5 separate regions of the Mus musculus genome follow, and all the other regions are linked to region 4. Evidence: chromatin contacts called from public HiChIP or PLAC-seq and promoter capture Hi-C data. All regions are on one chromosome and are shown on one strand. The core of a region is the stretch at or near the end of the contact, and the rest is flanking DNA. Distances in the headings are between cores, read along the strand shown.

Evidence for each region. Promoter capture Hi-C pulls out the DNA fragments that hold promoters and counts their contacts. HiChIP or PLAC-seq counts read pairs in DNA pulled down with a chosen protein or histone mark.
Region 1: an HNF4G HiChIP or PLAC-seq map of pancreatic cancer cells shows a contact between it and region 4. The contact joins the promoter of Cyp24a1 here to the promoter of Tshz2 in region 4. A contact is called at or near these places in 5 of 39 promoter capture datasets (the 3T3-L1 cell line, hippocampal neurons, liver and 1 more) and 2 of 115 datasets of contacts at active chromatin or transcription factors (embryonic midbrain and pancreatic cancer cells).
Region 2: a contact with region 4 is called in an H3K4me3 HiChIP or PLAC-seq map of embryonic stem cells, with 6 times the contacts expected there. The contact joins the enhancer-like site here to the promoter of Tshz2 in region 4. A contact is called at or near these places in 13 of 39 promoter capture datasets (the 3T3-L1 cell line, cranial neural crest, embryonic stem cells and 7 more), 1 of 484 Hi-C or Micro-C datasets (nephron progenitors) and 10 of 115 datasets of contacts at active chromatin or transcription factors (embryonic basal ganglia, embryonic forebrain, embryonic hindbrain and 5 more).
Region 3: a contact with region 4 is called in a promoter capture Hi-C map of cranial neural crest. The contact joins the enhancer-like site here to the promoter of Tshz2 in region 4. A contact is called at or near these places in 15 of 39 promoter capture datasets (the 3T3-L1 cell line, cranial neural crest, embryonic stem cells and 7 more), 7 of 115 datasets of contacts at active chromatin or transcription factors (astrocytes, embryonic basal ganglia, embryonic forebrain and 4 more) and 2 of 9 other capture datasets (embryonic stem cells and liver).
Region 5: a contact with region 4 is called in an H3K4me3 HiChIP or PLAC-seq map of embryonic hindbrain, with 7 times the contacts expected there. The contact joins the enhancer-like site here to the promoter of Tshz2 in region 4. A contact is called at or near these places in 6 of 39 promoter capture datasets (the 3T3-L1 cell line, cranial neural crest, embryonic stem cells and 2 more), 2 of 484 Hi-C or Micro-C datasets (both in nephron progenitors), 9 of 115 datasets of contacts at active chromatin or transcription factors (craniofacial prominence, embryonic basal ganglia, embryonic forebrain and 6 more) and 1 of 9 other capture datasets (embryonic stem cells).

What each region holds. Positions count from the first base shown.
Region 1 is chr2:170,495,789-170,498,488 of GRCm38.p6, forward strand. Cyp24a1 (cytochrome P450, family 24, subfamily a, polypeptide 1) reads right to left here and starts at 1,357. Exons shown (of 12, transcript NM_009996.4): 1 at 729-1,357; 2 at 386-576. The coding sequence starts at 986. It also overlaps a transcript of Pfdn4 not described here.
Region 2 is chr2:169,100,109-169,102,808 of GRCm38.p6, forward strand. No RefSeq gene overlaps it. Among named protein-coding and RNA genes, the nearest start is that of Gm52536, 22 kb to the left of the region's middle. Within about 2 kb of position 1,358, at least 4 of the 459 cell types and tissues checked have an H3K27ac peak or open chromatin away from gene starts, as enhancers often do. A contact at or near this core is called in embryonic stem cells, where this site is marked.
Region 3 is chr2:169,031,438-169,034,137 of GRCm38.p6, forward strand. No RefSeq gene overlaps it. Among named protein-coding and RNA genes, the nearest start is that of Gm52536, 46 kb to the right of the region's middle. Within about 2 kb of position 1,439, at least 5 of the 459 cell types and tissues checked have an H3K27ac peak or open chromatin away from gene starts, as enhancers often do.
Region 4 is chr2:169,631,242-169,633,941 of GRCm38.p6, forward strand. It overlaps Tshz2 (teashirt zinc finger family member 2), which reads left to right and starts at 1,268. Exons shown (of 2, transcript NM_080455.3): 1 at 1,268-2,538. The coding sequence starts at 2,499.
Region 5 is chr2:169,009,072-169,011,771 of GRCm38.p6, forward strand. No RefSeq gene overlaps it. Among named protein-coding and RNA genes, the nearest start is that of Gm33622, 30 kb to the left of the region's middle. Within about 2 kb of position 1,285, at least 4 of the 459 cell types and tissues checked have an H3K27ac peak or open chromatin away from gene starts, as enhancers often do.

The DNA of each region.
Region 1 (2,700 bases), core at 107-2,606, 860 kb after region 4:
AGAGAGGGCACTGAGTGATGAATGCGACCGGAAATACATTATAAACACGTATAAAATTGTCAAACAACGTTAAAATATTTGGTTTGACGTTAGGGTTAAGTCTTGCCCAAGACGACACCTGGAAGGTGAAGCCCAAATAAAGCGGGCATGGTGCTTTTGATGTGTCCTGTTGGGGGAGGCAGCATGTGTGCATCCCTTCACTGAATAGCTTGTGAGGGGAACCCACTCTCTACAGCACAATTTCAGGATGGCACCAGCTCTAGGTAGAGCAGGGGCTTTATATTCGTTGTCCATACGTCCCAGGGAACTCTAACGACTCCCCTTCCCCACTGTCCCGCACGTCCAGCCTCCCATCGTCTCCGTCCAGCAGAGGGGACTGACTCACAGGATCATCAGCCCGTAGGCTTCGTTGCGATGGTCCCGATAGGCTTTCCAGGGTTTGATCTCTAGCCGCTGGGGATGCGCGCTCTCTGTGCGGTACAGAGCTTCCAGCAGGCTCGGCGAGCCCAGATGCACCGAGTCGAAGGAGCCCAGCTTCATCCGGAAAATCTGGCCATACTTCTTGTGGTACTCTGCCTGCAGCGGGGCGGGCCAAATGCCATCAGCGCGCATCCTCAGGTGCCCCGGGCGCTTCTGCCTCGAGCTGCTGACCTGAGCTCCCCCTGCCACCCCGACCGGAAGGAATAGGGAACAGGGGACAATAGGTGATTAGGAAACAAACTATTTACCAGTGTGTCGTGCTGTTTCTTCAGGCCACCTTTCCAAAAAATCTCCAGTAGGCTGCCCAGCAGTGGCCAGTTGGTGGGTCCAGGTAAGGAGGTGACGTTCCGAGTCTCACCGTCGGTCATCAGCGGGCAGAGGGGCACCTCTTTTGGCGCACGCTTCACGTGCGCCTTGGATGTCACGGACCTTGGGGGTTGCCCGAGGTCCCGCAGCCGGCGCAGGAAAGCGATCAGGGGGCGCCTTTTGTCAATGGGGCAGCTCATAGTAGCAGGCGACCCGTGACACTCGAGGAGCAGTAGGGACTGAAATGGGTAAGGTATTTCGGAAGTGCTGTTGGGTTCTGAAGTTTTGGCGATTTGGGGAAGAGAGGCAAACAGAAGCCGCGGGTGTGGTAAAATACTGTACAACAGGATGGACTTGGAAGAGGCAGATGCCCAGGGATGCTGCAAGGTGCAGTTGTTTAGGGCGCAGGTCCCTGCCCTGAGCTGGCCACAGTGGCTGGGGAAGAGCGGCCGGGGTTTGGCCCGAGTACTCTGTGGCTTTGCAAATTTGACTTCTAAGGTCTAAAGCCACGAGGGGTCAAGGAGGGTCGAAGGGATGCCGCCAGGTCTGATGTACCTCCTTGTGCCTCCCCGAGCTCCCGGGCTTAGGGACCTCGTATTTATGGGAACAGGGCATGCTGGAGGTGGCCAATGAGCACGCTGAATAAGGGCGGAGGGGGACCGACTGGCAAGGATGGGAGGGACGCGGGGGGCGGGTGTGGAAAGAGGATGGAGTCAGCGAGGTGAGTGAGGGCGCCGGGGCCTCGGGTGACCGACACGCTGCTGGCCCGGCGGACGCACCGTGGTGGACTCCACCCCGGAGATAACCTGAGAAAGGCGAGTCGAGCCCAGGGTTCAGCGGGTGCGCTGCGAGCACGCCTCCTCTCCCTCCTCCTGCAGGTTGCAGCCGGCCTTGCAGGAGCCCAAGGCTGCGCTTGCACAATCGCCACTCAGGGCGGGCAAGGTTCCTGAGGACAGTGCGGAAGACCGCCCGCGCTTGCCAAGAGAGTGGAGAGCGAGCCTGCCTCCCAACATCCCGGGAGACAAGTTTTCGTAGCCTGAGCTGGACTTCCTTTGGATGAATGTTGCCTTTTTGAGCCTCTGAAGGAAGAGAGGATTTGAAACTTACTAGGATATACCAACAAGTGGGGGGGGGGGGGGGGCGGAGATAATTTTCTTACCCAGGGTCTTAAGCTAGGCAAGAAAGCCCAATGCGATTTGCAGAATTTCCTTACCAGATTCCTCGATGCTTCGGGTTGGGTTGTTAGGGAACCGAATAAATGAATGCACGTACACAGGTGTATGTCCTCAACAAAGGATGCTAGTGGCTTTAGTTCTGCGGGAGACTGTGGAGTGCCTTGAGGGCATGGCTTGGTTCCTTTGGAGTGCTTCCCAATGTCCCCTTAAGCCTTTCCTTCTTGCACACCGCCCACCCTTCGCAGAGCAGAGGCACCCACCGATTCCTAAGCGCCCCCACTTTCTCCCTAAAGCAGGCAGAGTTAGCCACAGATGCACCCTTGCTTTTGTATCTGGATAGATTAGAGCTCACTTTCCTAATTCTGGAAAGGAAATTGGTCTTCACTGATTTAAAGTGACTCATATTGTTTCCTGCTGTTCCAATGCCAAGCGCCAGCAACCAGGCAGGAGGCAGAGACTTTCCTCCTCGGCTTTCCAGTCACCTGACCGAAGGTTACTGTGACCCAAGCAATAGCAAAGTCTTCCGTAAACACCTGTCTGCTTCTGGAAAGGCTTTTGCAAATTTGTGATTTGTGCTCCAATACTGTCGTCTCGAATTTCCCCTAAGAGGTCGTGCTAACAAACAAACAAAAACTGCATATATGCAATAATTTATATGAAATCCACTAGATCAATGTTAATATGCACTGTCGTGTATACGGCATGCACTATAAGTTCATGTAGTCTCTTGTGTTTCTGT
Region 2 (2,700 bases), core at 108-2,607, 530 kb before region 4:
TTTCAGAAAACTTTAGATATCTCATTATTTTTCTTAGCACTTAAAGAGAGGCAGAGAAAGACAAATTAAAACTGGGCATAAGCCATACTGGAGTGAGTGGGAGAACCGATAATTTCCTTACCTGAAACCGCCCCTCCCCGTATTCCCTAGACTTGACCTTCAGTTATTCAGTACCACAAAACAGCCCCCAGTGTAGCAAGTCCTCCCAGAGTCCTTTGCAGCACACTGGGGCTGTGAATCTAAGTTTTTGTTTAATTATGTGGGAATATATTTAAAAGGAGCCGACTCTATGCCTCTCTCCTTCCATTCTTCCGGATCGTATGATACCTGATGGCAGCGGGTACTTCCAGCAACAGTTTTGGACCACTTGATGGTCATGGGAAGGAAAATTATATGGAGAAATGACAGGGTGGAAGGAGGCTGGGACACTGCTGCTGTGACCCCGGGTTTCCTAGTTCCAGACTTAAAAAACTCCACCCGATGTGATTTTGAGTTACATCCTCCAAGTCAAAGGAGATGTTATTGGAGAGAATTTCTGCCTTCAGACCTGAGCTTCAGTGGCAGAGGCGGGGTTGTGGTGGGGGTGCTGAGGACGTGACCCTACCGTGAACCGAGGCTGATGCCAGAGGCCAAAAGACTGTAAGCCAGAGTCTACTCCAATTAAAATATGCGGGGGCGGGTGGGGTGGTGGTGGTGTGTGGGAGAGGCAGGGGAGGGATGGGGGAGGCGTAGGTGGGGCTGGAGACTGGTGACGGGGGTGGGGGGGTGGGGTGGGTGGGGTGGGTGGGTGGGGGAGTGGGGGTGGGGGTGGGCCAGGGGTTGGCGGTGTCTGAGGCCATGGTTCATTTGGTGAAATATTTGCCTTGCAAGCACAAGGACTAGACTTCCATCCTCAGAACCCATGTGAAAAACCAGGCATGGTGGTGCATGCTTGCAATCCCAGCACTGGGGAGGCAGAGGCAGAAGGACCCCTGGGCTTCCCTGGCTGCCTGCCTAGCTTACATGGAGAATTATAGGTCCGTGAGAGGCTACTTCTCAAGCCAAAGGGGGAAGGCATCTGAGGGATGACCCCCAAAGTTGGCACACAAACACAGAGAAGAAAAAGCCCATTTTTTTTAAAAATTTGAATATGACTTTGCCTAGAGGGAGCGACGTTTTAATTTCCTTATAGATCAGTACGATCAGGTACTTTGAAAAGTTTTTTTGTTTCTTTTTTTTTTTTTCTTTCTTCTTATAGAAAGACAGAGTAAACGTCAATGCTGCTGACCAAGGTGCGCTTCTCTCACTTGTTTATAGGATCTTGAGGGAGGGCGATGGTGTCCCTGTTGGAGAGGGGAAGCAGACGCTGCATGAACTTTGACCCCATCCTGTTGCCGGCTCAGTATCTCCACTGTGCTCCCGCTCTGTCTGTTGAGGCAGGATCTCATGTAGCCCAGGCTGACCTCCAATGTAGCCAAGGATAATTGTGAACCCCCGGTCCTCTTTTCTCTCTCTCCCAAGTGCTGGGATCACAAGGCAGTACCCTCCCCCAGTTTTATTTGATACTGGATAGAATCCAGGGTTTTACACAGGCAATGCAGGGCCCTACCCTTGAACTCCAGCATGCCCTGCCCCCATTTCCTCTTCCTATCTGTCTACCACAGCAGTAGGAAGGTCCGGGACATTTGTTTGCTCTTCAGGAAACACCTCCCATCTTGGCCGTAGAAGGCATTCTTTGCCCTCAATCCAGATTGAATTTCCTTTATCCCGAAAAACTGGTGACTCACGGAAGTGTTTCCAGAGTGAACATGGTTAGAACTTCTCCAGAACCCTTGGGGGAGAGAATCTTCTAGGCTTTCCCTTCTTGTGTTCTCCAGTAAGTCTCCACAGCATGCATGCCTCTGAGCAGCACTGACTCCTCCCGTGGGTTCCAGGGAGTCTGTGATTGCACGCACCAGGCAGCTTTCTAGTTCCTCCTTCCCACCACTCCGCAATGTTTATTCTCTGAGTCGTTAGTCATGTGCTGGGCCATGGAAATACAGCAGTGACTGAAACCTGCAGAAACTGGTTTATTCATGGCTCTGCCAGTTTGCTGATTCTTAACACGCCCTTATGGGGCAGTTGGTTACTACGACTGAATGGTATATTAGAACGATATTGGGGTTATTTAACTGGCCTCAGATTTTATGTAATTTCCACTTCTGATCTCGTAGATATAAACATGCCGGTGAAACTAACAACAGCCAGAAGAACAACTCCAGACGCAACAAAATGACAGGAGCTATGGAGGCTGAAGTAGAGGGCCCTCAAGGGATGGGGAAGATGGTTCTCAACTGGAAACTAGACTTTCTCAATAAATATGAATGGTGGCTTGGCTATGTCTCAGTTCCTATTTGTGAATGTGGAAGAAAAACTATTTGGTAAATGCAATAAGGGAAGAAATGGTATTTTAAAACAGAAGCCAGGTGGTTGTGGCCCACACCTTTAATTCCAGCACTCAGGAGGCAGAGGCTGGTGGATCTGTGTGAGTTCAAGGACAGCCTGGTCTACAGATCAAGTTCCAATATAGCCTGGGCTACACAGAGAAACCCTGTCTTGAAAAACCAAAGACAAAACAACAACCACTACCACCACCAACCAACCAACCAACCAAAACCAACCAACCAACCAAAACCAACCAACCAACCAAAACCAACCAACCAACCAAAACCAACCAACCAA
Region 3 (2,700 bases), core at 189-2,688, 600 kb before region 4:
ATGCCTTGATGATAATGGACTGAACCTCTGAACCTGTAAGCCAGCTGCAATTAAGTGTGGTCCTTTATAAGAGTTGCCTTGGTCATGGTGTCTGTTCACAGCAGTGAAACCCTGACTAAGGCACTCTCCAAACTCCAAAGCTTTCTAGTACTTCTCGGCCATGTTGGTGATGTTGGTATCTGGGAAGGCTGCCCTGCTGCCCTGGACTCTCTGTTGTGCTTTTGTATGTGACATGTACTCCTCAGGCTGATAGGTTTGGGGGATGTGACTGGCTTCTGAGGAGGAACCCACTGCTGAGACAGCAGAATTCCCAGTCTGAACAATGGCAGATGACAGCAGTGTGGAAGATGGGGCCTGGTAGAGGAAACAGATCTTAATGGTGTAACCGGTCCCTAATCCCACTCTGCCTTTACCACATGTCTCTGCAGTGGTGGTGTTCTGCCTTGTCTCAAGCAATGGGTAACTGGGTCGACAGTGGAGGGCACTGTTTAGCTTAGGTTTCCATTGCTGTGAACAGACACCATGACCAAGGCAACTCTTATAAAGGACAACATTTAATTGGGGCTGGCTTACAGGTTCAGAGGTTCAGTTCTCTTATTATTATCATTAAAGCAGGACATGGAGGCATCCAGGCAGGCATGGTGCAGGAGGAGCTGAGAGTTCTACATCTTCATCTGAAGGCTGCTAGCAGACTGACTTCCAGGCAGCTAGGATGAGGGTCTTAAAGCCCACATTCACACTGACACACCTTCTCTAATAGTGCCACGCCCTGACCTAAACATATATAGACCAACACTCTTTGTAATTGAGGCCCAAACACCTTTCCTGCCCAGCTGTTACTCTCCGACATTTGTCATTGACATGAAATCTGAAAACACATCTGCTATGCAGTCATTCCTTGAGGGACTTCCTGCTTTTCCAGTTCCAGTGTTCCACAGGGACTGGAGGGACAGATTCCTCCACACTGACAGCTCTGTACCCTTTCCTTCTGGCCCCAATTTTTCTCTCTGTCTCTCTGTCTGTCTCTGTCTCTCTGTCTCTCTGTCTCTCTGTCTGTCTGTCTCTCTCTGTCTGTCTCTCTCTGTCTGTCTTTGTCTGTCTCTCTCTCTCTCTCTCTCTGTCTCTCTCTCTCTATCTCTGTCTCTCTGTCTCTCTGTCTCTCTCTCTCTCTCTCACACACACACACACACACACACACACACACACACACACACACACACACACATTGAGAATTTCCATTCTGCCATGGGCTAAGGTGCCTGACCTGTTGACCCTTCCTGGAAAGGAGAAGAATCTGACAAAGGGCTGGGAATAGCTCCTCTTCCTCAGGAGCCCCCCAGAAAATGAGTTCCAACCACTCAGCTTCAGTCTTTTGGCCACTCATCGTCCTTCTGCTTCACATAACCCAGCCTGGAGACTAAGCGAAGAGCCCCACATCCAGAAAGCCCCATGCTTTCTGTGCTTGTCATTTCTCCTCTGCCAAAACACATCCCTCACTCTCTTTTAGGAGTCAGAATTCTTACTTAAGTACCCTCTGAGAAGAGAGCTGAAGGGGAATCCCCAGTGGAGATGAACGTCAATATTATTCGAATAATAATAACAACCACTTCAGCAAGTGGTTCATTCTATGTTCTGGAAGCTTTTGGTTGGATGGAATAAGTAGCTCATAATTTGAGTTTTTGGACCGTGGGGTTAGGCAAAATTGTTTGTTCGGGAATTAAATATATAGGACTGGGTGCGTGGGAGGAACTTAGGTTCCCCAGAAATAAGCAGGATGATAATTTTAATGTCATTTTAAATTTAAGTGGGCTAGAAATTACCCATGAGAATGTTGCCTGTTTTTTGCTTTCCTTTGTGTCGAGATGGTAATTTCCTGGCATTTCTTCCTTCTTTAAAGGCCTTATTGAGATTTCTCCATCTGTAAGAGATTATGCTAACCAGGGTTTCATGTGTACAATGGAGTGTTAAGCAGGTGGGAATAATGGGGTGCAAACACAAAGAAGTTGTAGTTCGTCCTTTACCCTACTTAAAACTTTGTTAAAGCTGGAAGCGTTCTTCAGCCCACAACTTTTCTGACTGCTTGGTGGATAGAAATTTCTCTCTCTCTCTCTCTTTCTCTCTCTTTCTCTCTCTTTCTCTCTCTCTCTCTCTCTCTCTCTCTGTGTGTGTGTGTGTGTGTGTGAGAGAGAGAGAGAGAGAGAGAGGGAGAGAGAGAGAGAGAGAGAGAGAGAGACTCAGAATGTGGAGGTCAGAGGACAGCTTTCTGGAGTTCATTCTTTTTTTTTTTCCATCATGGTAGTCTCAGGAATTGAACTTTAGGCCTAAAGGACCCCCGCCCCTCCTCTCTCCCCTCCCCTTCCCCTCTCCCCGCCCGGTTCAGCGGGTCTATAGTCTTTGGATTTTGCTCTGCTTTAAAGCACCAGGATGTGCAGGTCTGAGTCTCTATGAATGGGTTCGCAGCTCACAGGCATCATACGTGGCCCCGAGGCTTCTTTGAGTCGGCCTAGGGTTTGGAAGGAAAAGTGCCTTCCCCATGCTACTGACAGAAAGCACTGTGAGACCCAAGCAAATCATGTAGGGGAGCCAAGATCAGTTCCGCCCTGACCGCCCTGACCGCCCTGACCGCCCTGACCGCCCTGACCGCCCTAACCGCCCTGACTGCCCTAACCGGGTGAGAGATAGCTTAGTAAAGGCACTTAC
Region 4 (2,700 bases), core at 18-2,517:
CCAGAAGATCCCAAGTTTGAAGACCTATCTAAGAATGAGTTCAAGGTCAGCCTGAATAACTTAGCAAGACCTCTGTCTCAACATTTAAGAAAAAAATGAAGAGGATCAGAAACATAGTTTAGTGATAGACTGCCTGCCCAGCATGTATGATGCCTTGCCTACCCAGCATGTATGATGCCTTGCCTACCCAGCATGCATTATGCCTTGCCTACCCAGCATGCATTGTGCCTTGCCTGTCCAGCATGTATGATGTCTTGCCTGCCCAGTATGTACGGTGCCCTGAGTTCAATGCCCAGTATCAGGTTCATTAGGCTCCTAGCTCTACCTCCTTCCGCTGCCTTCCCACTTGTCATTGACTTTCTACCCAACTGGAAGGAAGGAAAGCGTCTTCAGGACAGGGTCATCCTGTTCACACGTGCTGAAAGGTACCTACCTCCCCGTGTGCAGTGGTACCCAGGGAGACCGGGTTCAGCTACAATAGACTCTCCAGAATGGACTCCTCTTTCAGCCCCAAAACAACACTCAGTTTTAACCAATCCGGGCCACTCTGAAGTTGTACTCCCAGCATGCCCTGCTTCCTCTTCATTTATTGCACTATTGGGGGTGGAGCTCTATGTTTTCTGTTTGGCACCATTGGGAGATAGAATACGATAAACGAGGGCACAACTCCCTAAGAACTTATACTCTAGTGAGATCTGAGGCAATTACCCAAAGAGCGAGCTGTGCACAGCATCCACCTTCCTTGATGAGCCCAGCGGAGAAAGCAAATAGAGAAAGGTGGACATCAAATTTTCAGCAAGGTAGACCTCTGGGAAGTGACTGAACACCACCAGGGGGCAAGTTGTTTCAGATGTTGTTCCTCTCACCCTTGATAACAGCCACAATCTGGACTTCCCCACTCTCTGTCACTGTGGTGACTGTATAACAGGTGCACCATAGGTGCTCAATAAATATCAGCATTGGAAGGAAACACAATGAAGGTTATGTAATTAGTCTGCCCAGGAAGCAGAAGTTTAAAAAAAAATCCCAATACTCCAAGAAGGTGGAAGTTAAAGCAATGTGAACTTACATAGTGAGAGGAGGTTATTTGCTGGAGAACAGGTTGAGACTGGATATAGTCCCATCCCCCTAATCTGTCTCCCAAGCAAACCTAGATTGTCCCCTTCTAATCTCCAACTCTAACTGTCTCCAACTCTGCCAGAGCCCCGCCCCCTTCCTTCCCACTCCCCCTTTTCTTCCTCTTGGAGGGGCATCTAGACAGGCGGACACTCCACTGCCCCAGTGAGGAGGAGGTGGGTGCCTCCAGGGCTGCAGCCAAGCCGGCTGGGTCCTCTTTCTCCAGCTCCTCTCCCAGGCGGGACACTGTCCCTTTAATAGACTCCCTCTGCCTGGCGCTCTGCGGCTGGGGAGTAAATTTCTCCCTGTCATCAGGTCGCAGGGAGAAGAGGAGGAGTTTGTTAATGTTCAGTTTGTTCAGCCGGGATCGATGTTTGCTGGCATCGCCTCGCCCTGTCTTGTGTGTGTGTGAGTGTGTGTGTGTGTGTGTGTGTGTGTGTGTGTGTGTGTGTGTGTGTGTGTAAGAGAGAGCATATGTGGGGAGTGTGAGTGTAAGTGTGTGTGTGTGTGTGTGTGTGTGTGTAAGCGAGAGTGCTTGTGTGTGAGAGCGAGCGTGCGTGTGCGTATGTGTGGTGTGTGTGTGTGTGTGTGTGTGTGTGTGTGTGTGTGTGTGTGTGTGTGTGTGAGTGAATTCCAGATTTTCTGTCTTTCCCAAACCCGCTCCTGTCCTCTCGCATATCACTCACAGACGGGGATCTGACAGCAACAACAAACCTACAGTGAGTGATCTCTCCCCAGCGCGAATCCGCCATCAAGATCAGGGAAGAGGAGGAGGAGGAAGAAGAGGAAGAGGAGGAGGAAGAGGAGGAGGAGGAGGAGGAGAAGGAGGAGAAGGAGAAGGAGGAGAAGGAGGAGGTGGTAAAGGAAGAGGAGGTGGAGGAAGAGGAGGAAGAAGAGGAGGAGGGAAAGAGAAGGAAGAAGAAAAAGAAGAAATCCACTGTCTTCCCGGGATTGTTTCCCCCCTTATCTTTAAGCGCGAGTGTGCGCGTGGCGCGTGTGCGCCCCTCATCCCTGCCATCTGAACCCCGTCTTGGATGTTTAATAAAGAAATCAAGTGTCTCACCAGTCACCAAAAAAACAGCAAAAAGCAAAACCAAAAAAAGAAAAAAATCCAAAAGCAAAACAAAAAGAGAGGGGGAAAAAAAACCAAACAAACAAACAAGGCAGAACCAACCTCCACTTGCAAGCAGCAGGCGCGAGCCACATATCTGCCACCCAGAGAGGGGGTCTCCGGCCCCGCGCTGGAGCGCTGGCAGGGGGATCTTCAGGGGGACAGAGGCCGAGTGACGTCCTAGGAGCCACAGAAAGACGAGCGAGACTGCGGCCCCCGCGCGCGGCTCGGGGCTGGGGCGCCAGAAGTGAGACTGGAGCTAAGTAGAGCGATGCCAAGGAGGAAACAGCAGGCACCCAAGCGGGCGGCAGGTAAGAGATGGCTCCGCTCCGGGTGCCCGGCCCCTGAGCCCGGCGCACAGCGGCTCGCCCGCCCGCCCTCCTGGCCTGGGGCTGGCGGGGACGCCACCCCCTGGCGCTTTCAAGAGGGTTAGCGTGCGGGTGCCCTCTTCATCACCCCAGAATGATTTCCCC
Region 5 (2,700 bases), core at 35-2,534, 620 kb before region 4:
TGCGCAGATACTCGTATGCATTTTTTGATGTCTTCTGAAAGATTTAGAGAAACTCGGAATTTTAACAAGAACAATATCAACTCGGTGCTGCAGCAGATACTTCAATTATAATCGCTAATGGACAAATTGAGAGATAAAAAGACTTTTCTATCATGTTGAAATTCAATGAACAGTTTTCAATTAGGCTTAGGATATAAAAGGGCGGGGGTGGGGGGAAAAAGAAAGTGACTTTTCCTTGATGTTAACATTGCCGAGAAAGATGAGAGGGACTTCGGTTTTTCGTTCTGCTCAAGAGAGGCAGATAATGCTGCATATTTAAATTATAAATCAGGTCACTATCTGCCAACTTAAAGCAATATCAATTAGAACCTAGGTGGATGAGGCTTTAAAATGCCTTATATTTAATGATAAAAGCATGACTGTTAATCTCCATGGCCATCAAAGAGATAATTTAAGGTAGTAAGAAATCAGAGAATGATGTCACAAAAATAGGCCCTTGCAGCTTTTTGGACGGTATTATCGTAATTAATGTACTTCGAATGACTTTTTTTTGTGTGCGTGGGTTATGAGCTTTCAGGGAAGCCTTTACTGCAGGCATAAAATATAAAACTCGAAAGAGTGGGTTTGACTAAGGTTGACTTGGAGGGTCCTTAGCCTTTTTGCTCGGGTAATTCCTGTAAAATAATAGTTTCATTTACAGGCGCAATTTATAATGGTGGATTTATGCCAGTTCGTCGGATATAAATCATAGTAATAGCATGATCTATTGTATGTCACTTGAGTGAATACAAATTAAATATCGTTAAATTAAAGAAAAACTGTTAAAATAACATTAGGTTGTAACCGGAGCTTCTGAGATAAAGGAAGCACGGTTCCGATGAAGTTTTGCTCCGGGGGGCGGTCTGATTTAATACCAGAAAGTGTCGCTCAAAGCAGGTTTACACATGCGAATAAATATGTCAATAGATGCCGGGGGAGACAAAGCTGGAGATCCACACTAGAGTATTCTTTCACCCTAGACTCAGGGCGACCTAAAAATTAAACACCTCTTTTCAGTGGGGTTTTGTTTCCTGTGATTTTTTTTAAATCTCCTCCTCAGCAGCTGCAAACGAAGTCTCTTAATTTTCTGGTGATTGATTTTTGCTCCTGACTTGTGCCCCTGACCACCCTCTGCCCGTTTCACAAACCAATTGTCCCAGTCATTTTCAGTCACGGCCCCACCCTGTACCCAGGCCCAGGTAGCAGAAGTCAGCTCTGCAAGCCACCAGATCCCTGATGTTGCCTCTGTGGGGAGACAGCATCTGCAGGGACCCTTCCAGCCCTCACAGTCGACTGTGGATCAGGAAAGCCCGGGTCATTAATAAACAAGAGTCATTAAAATGCAACGCTCCGTGAGAGCTTCTTCCTCCCGCAAATCAGAATTCTCTTTCTTCCACTTCACGAGTTGATTACAACTCATCTTCAAAGCCAACCAGCGCCATTGTGCTGAGATAAATGAGGAGAGGAGGGTGGGGGTGGGGAGCAGGGACCCAGGAATTATGACTTTAAATCCTACATAGGAAAACTTTATACACCCCAAACCATACGGTAAGTGGGCCAGTTTCAGAAGAAATAAGTTGGATTTTGGTGTGTGTGTGTGTACGTACACACACACACACACACACACACACACACGCACACACTTGAGCGCGTGCGTGCACACACACATGCACACACACACACACACGTGTGTGCACGTGTGCGTGCATGCACTCTTTCACATGTAATCCAGCACATTGTCAGAACTCAATAAATGTTGATGGATGACAGGGTGACAAACCCATTATAACATCAATTAATTTGCTGTCAAGAGAAAGTGGGCCCTTCAAATTACCCAGTCATAATTGCGTTGGCTTTACTAGCAGTCCCCCTCCATCGCAGGTTATGCGAGGAGTTATCAACACATATGCCTCAGAAAGATTCAATAAAAGGTGGCATTTCTTCCCCCCCTACGTGCCTTGATAGAAAAGGAGGAGATGTAGTTTATTGTGGTGGCGGCTGAGCTATGAATATGTGGTTATCCTGATGGGCCAAGGAAGCAGCATGGAGATGTTGAAAGAGATCCTCCAGGCAGAACTGGACAAGCAGGACCAGAGACTGAAGTGAAATTGTTGATGGCTGAGTACTTGGCTTCAGCATCCTAGGTATCCTAGACAGGAACAAGAAGGGACAAGGCCATCGAGGTCCCCGCTGCAACTATGACACCTGGCAGCTACCTGGGGACTCTCACATCAGGAATTAAGATAACTTGTGCTATGATCCAGTGCTTGGAAAATCTAAGTTAACTCCCATATCCCAACTGAACACAAAGGCAGCATTTTAAATGCATGCAGTCCGGATAGCAGGACCACGAAGAGCCATGCTCACGCCTGGGCGAGCCGGAGGATATGCAGCCATTGCCTGTGTACTTTCTCATCAATTTAATAAGCACATCTCTGATCATGCGCATTGCAGAGCACAAAGAAGTTTGGGAAAACAGAAAATTAAAAAGGAGGTGTATTAAAACACACAACTTAATTTTAATTTATTTTTGAGACAGAGTCCATATATCCATTCCTGGTTTATCTGGAACTTACTCTGTCAACTAGGCTGGCCTTGAGCTCACAGAGATCTACCTGTCTCTGCCTCCCAAATGCTGAGATGAAAGGCATGGTGACCTGT